2 separate regions of the Danio rerio genome follow, and region 2 is linked to region 1. Evidence: chromatin contacts called from public HiCAR-type data. All regions are on one chromosome and are shown on one strand. Each heading gives the region's core, a stretch centred on a gene start, on an enhancer-like site or on the middle of the called end of the contact. The rest is flanking DNA. Distances are from core to core; before and after follow the strand shown.

Region 1 (2,528 bases), core at 8-2,507:
TCTCTCTCGACGTCAAACATGCCATGCTTTCAAGTAGCCATGTTTCTTTTATCTTTGTGCACATGCATGTGTGAAAGAAATGAGCGTTTTTAGCTGCAATCCAGCAAGAGGCAGTGGAATTCTGCCATTGAAATCAATTTAGCGCTAATGTTATTGAATGATGTGGTGTGTAGAGCTGCAGTGGAAGGTTTATTTGTATTTATACGAGACGGCGGTGCCTGTGCTTTTCCCCTCCTGCGCGTGAATACAGATGTATTGTTTAAAGGCAATTGAGGTCAAGCGTTATGTGCATGGTGGGATTTTTGTTGTGTATCATGATTACGTTGCCCTCAGGGAGAGAAGCCCTTTATAGGCGATGAGCGCACGTTCGCTTCCGAGCACTAAGCAACTCGCAGTCATTTGTATGAAGAGCTGTGCGTATCATTCAGGGGCCATCGATTTGGAGCCTTTCAATTGGCACTTAAATAAAAACTTGCAATGTTTATGAATAACCCATCTGCAAATTGATGGTCTGCCAAAATGATTAATAGGCTAGGGATTGATTGCCTGTTGCATAAAACAATTAGTCTGGCATTACTCTCAACAGGTTTCTCACCAGAACAGACACTCAATATTTATCAACATGGCACAGCGGGGAGCTCAGCCTGAGTGGCTCTCTTGAGATGGTACAGAGAACATACCCACTAGATGTAGTTTTACTCGCTCTTCTAATGCCCCATCTGCATCTAATACTCACCATCCCCCAGCAGATCGCTTCGTCTCTTGCTGACAAGCCTTTTGGGAGAGAATCGAGCCGAATTGCTCGCTTGTTTACTCTCAAGTTCTACCGGTTCCTCCTCTCAGGAGACTCATGTGTTTTTGTGGGCAAGTCTAAAGACTCTGGCTTGAATGGACTTACGCGACTCGTGCAGAGATTTAGATGCAACTGTTTGGAGACATGAGGGTGTGGTGGCAGACTTTGCCGTCAGATTCCATGTAACCTTTTTCTGATCTCCACTACACGAGTCCTGCATGCCACAGGCTTTCGTGGGAGGAAAGATACAGTCTTATCTCAAGAGCTATTCACTGAGCCTGTTCGCTTCCCTCTAATCGTCTTTTGGCATCAGCACCTTGCGTTACTCTCGTTCAGAGGGCACTGGCTACACCTCTCGCAGTTGTATAACATCCCATTGCCAATATTTACTCAGGCTCAGCGTTGTGTATCACAGCACTCAGTGATACGGCAAGGCGGTGTGTGTGTTTGCCTGTGTGGTGACGTGCACTATTCAGGACACATCCTGCTGGGCATCCTTTATCCTTCATCAGTAGTAGCAGATTTGTTGCATGTTTGATGTCTGTTGTTTTGGCTGCTGCCTTTTTGAAGGCTTTTACACAAGAATGTAATCTTTACAGTAGTCCAATGACATTTGAATTTAATTTCCTGTTATTTGTTGTGTCACGTCTCATGGATTCTGCGTCTGGATTTGCATCTGATCTCCTGAGATCTTGGCTACCTGACCACACTACATTGTTTGATGCAAAAACGCATTAGGGTAGTCCCAATATCATCATGTCTGTCAACAATATGGCTTTTGGGTATTTTATGCTTACCAAGCCTACATTTTGACCAGAAGTAATGTTGTCAAGTATTGAAATGTTATTCTAGCTGACTTTATTTTAACCCTTTGAGGTCACCAGATCACTGTGGCTTATTTAGCATCTCTTTTTTTCTTATTGGTGCCAAAGACACTTAGTCAAACACTAAGTCAAACACTGTTGATTTTAGTCGAACAAATAAGTGTTATACAACATTCAAATCTGTTTGGTGTCTACTTTTTGTGTGCACTCACAATAACATATGTGAGTGCTTTTGCTAAATAAAGAAAATACACAGTGTGCGTGTTTTTTATTTTGTCTCTTTGCGAACAGTTTTTAGAAACACGTCACTAAAATGAACTGAAACTCAACAAAAACAAAACACATGAGACATATATCTATAGAAAGCCTGAAGGAGACTCACATAACATGTTAACTGGGGTCAGAAAAAACACGAATAGATAAGACATACAGTTAAAATCTGAATTTTTTTTTCGTTTTTAACTATCTCCCAAATGATGTTTAAAAGAGCAAAGAAATTTTCACAGTATGTCTGATCATATTTTTTCTTGAACATAGGATGCTAATAATTCATGGGGTTCAACTGTACATGCTTGTGTTATTTTGATGCTCAAGAATAGTATTTGTTGGTGTTAAATGCACTTATACTGCTTTATACTTTTAAGGAAGTTCCAAATGGCAATGTTTTAAAAAGATACTCAAATCTTTTAAGTCTTGTTGACCTCAAACTTTTTGGACATGATCGTATCTTCAATTCTAAGTAAATGAGAGCAATGTGCAATTTTCTTATTTTTAATATAATAAGCTTTGTCTATAAAGTTTTCACAGTAGCCTAATACATAATGCTATGAGAAAAATATATTTGCCGTGATAAAAGGAGTTTTGGTCCTAACAATCTGCGACAGCGATGCATGACATTTCTATCTTAGAAA
Region 2 (2,528 bases), core at 21-2,520, 290 kb before region 1:
CAACATTCATTAATTGACTATGTTAATTAGCAAATACTTGTCAGCTTATTCTGCCCCCCCCCCCCCCACCCCCCATTTTCCTAACAATGTAATTGATACTCTGCTAATAATACATTAGTTACTTGTTACATGCTACATGCTAAGTTATTGTCAGTGTCTCAAAATAAAATGTGTCAGGGCTTTGTGGCCAGCTTTCACACTTTTGCTTTGTGACTAACTTTTTACACTTTTGCATCTAAAACTTGTTTAAAGCGATTAAAAATGTTGCTTAGACTTCTGATTTCTGTAACATTAGTTGTTTTCCGATGCCACTTGATTTATGAAACAGTTTCAGGTATTTTCTAAAGTGTCACTAACTTTAGCTTTCATTAATGGACTTTAAATAAATAAATGCACAACATATTAAATGCCCATAATAGACATTTTCAAAAACCTTTTCCAAGAAACAGATTGTAGTTTCCAAATCTACCAGCAGAGGCTAACAGAGCTGTTAACCAGAAAAACAGTTGACCCCTGCACAAACCCAAGGGTTTAAACTCATACTTGCACAACACTGCCATCTTGTGACAAACATAGACTGTCTTTATAGTTTAATTTATTTTCTATATTCCTTTTTAAAGACATTTAATTTCTTAACTTTTTTTTTTTTTGCTTTACCTGTAAAGTCACAAACATCTGTGCTCAAAAATACCTTTATAACTCCTCAGTGTTGCTATGTGATTTAAATAAAAGTCATATCTGTTTTAAGAGGTGCGTTGTGTGCCAGAATCTATTATCGTAATGTACAGCTGCCTCTGGTCTTGTAACACTTCTGGGTGTTTATAATGGCATCGTCTCAGCAGATGCAGTAGCTACGTCAGCCAGCAGGTGGAGCCATACGCTCAGGCATTTTAATAGCTTAAGACAGCATCATGCCGCAGGGAGGCTTTTGCCAGTGCACAACAGGAAACCTTATCCGATTTCAGATTAGTTTTGTTTAGCAGGGGACGGACAATTGAGCTGCTTCCCAGGCTGAAAGGCCAAGCTTGACTGAAGTTATTTGTTTTCAAATTCTTGAATGGAGTCATTTGTATATGCTGAAACAGTTATTGAGATTTGAGTTCATGAATAAGCAAGACAAACGCTGAACACGCCGACTGTGATCTGCGTCCTTTTGTTTTGTGGATTGTCCTAACGGTGTGCAGCCGCGGGCGATCAGCCTCCCCCCTGAGAGAGCTGAGTCTGACGGTTTCCTGTGTCTCAGATGGAGCCGCTTTTGATGAGTGTGCTGTTCTTTATTCGAGAGCGGGCAGGAAAAAAGAGCTGTTGCGCACCGAAAGCTAAATTGCAGGTGCACTGAGGATAGGGGGTGGAAAAATAGTATATTTGAGAGGGACAAACCGTTTGCAAATCGCGCACGCTTGCAGTATGAACATTTACTCAGCAGTGTTTTGGGGCAAAAAGCTTTGTCAACATTAAAGAAAGGGGAAAAATAGATTGGCAGGGATGCTTAGCTCTTGGAGTTGGAGGAGACGGCTACAATTAATCATCAGCACTGCATTCTTGACACTTCCGGGGGGGAAATAAATACACCTAAACGAACCACGAACTTGTACTGTATGTTCCTGTTAAGTTATCCTTGTGTGAGCCGTCCGAACTTTGCCTTCCCATTGGCAGACATGCACCAGTGCTCGTCCAACCTTGGCTAGAAGCACGTATAAAGCGCCACACCTCAAGATCCAGTTCCAGGGGTCAAGATGGTGACCTTACCCTGACCTTAAAGACGAGTAGGCAGGGGGGTTTGTCTACAGGTCCAGAATCTCAGGATCAATGGTCCCTGATGGCTCCGACTCCCACTCTGGCTCCTGCCTGATTCGTTTCCCATCAGCCATCCCTTCGCAGCTAAGTGATTTCCCCTAATGGCTGGATGTCCGAGCGGTAACCTCTTAACGCTCTGCCCTGCATCCACTTGAGGATGCTCTTGAGGATGGAGAGAGAGAGAGAGAGAGGATCTTGCTTGTACTCCTTCGTCTCAATCTTCATCATCATCACTGAGGCTCTGTTGTACGTTATGACTGCTTAGATTTATGTGCTGTGAATTACGGCGGCAGTAAGCTGACTGCCAGGAAAACTCAAGACTGTACACCGCGGCCCAGCTCAGAAACGCAACATTGGCTTTTATGGCCACTATGGGATTTTCCATTGGTCTTTACCCTCTCAGGTGGGAACATAGATCTTTTTTTTTTCTGCTGAGATGCATTAGACGGGTTGTAGCCAAGTGTTACAGGGAATCAGGTAGTCTCTCTTTTTTAAGGTCTGTTTGTTCTGCAGTCAGAGCTGGACGGTCTCTAATTGCTAAGCTGCGGGCCGCCGTGGAGCCCAGCCAGGCCGTCTGTTTTCCTGCTGCACTAAATGCTGGCCTGATGGCGGTGGGCTGGTCCCGCTCCACGCTCTCCTTACAAGCATTCATGCCTGCCATGTTTACGACAGCCTTCAGATGCCTTTCCCTCTTCACTCCTGGTTAAGTGTTTGGTTCGGTACGCGGAGCT

Evidence for each region. HiCAR-type assays count read pairs that join an accessible place to other places.
Region 2: a contact with region 1 is called in a HiCAR-type map of caudal fin, with 8 times the contacts expected there. The contact joins two enhancer-like sites. A contact is called at or near these places in 3 of 18 Hi-C or Micro-C datasets (caudal fin, embryo and fibroblasts) and 1 of 4 datasets of contacts at active chromatin or transcription factors (caudal fin).

The regions. Positions count from the first base shown.
Region 1 is chr13:28,106,575-28,109,102 of GRCz12tu, reverse strand. All of the region lies in intron 2 of kat6b (K(lysine) acetyltransferase 6B), which reads left to right. Among named protein-coding and RNA genes, the nearest start is that of kat6b, 19 kb to the left of the region's middle. Within about 2 kb of position 1,257, at least 16 of the 62 cell types and tissues checked have an H3K27ac peak or open chromatin away from gene starts, as enhancers often do.
Region 2 is chr13:28,395,228-28,397,755 of GRCz12tu, reverse strand. All of the region lies in intron 3 of adka (adenosine kinase a), which reads left to right. Among named protein-coding and RNA genes, the nearest start is that of adka, 21 kb to the left of the region's middle. Within about 2 kb of position 1,270, at least 17 of the 62 cell types and tissues checked have an H3K27ac peak or open chromatin away from gene starts, as enhancers often do.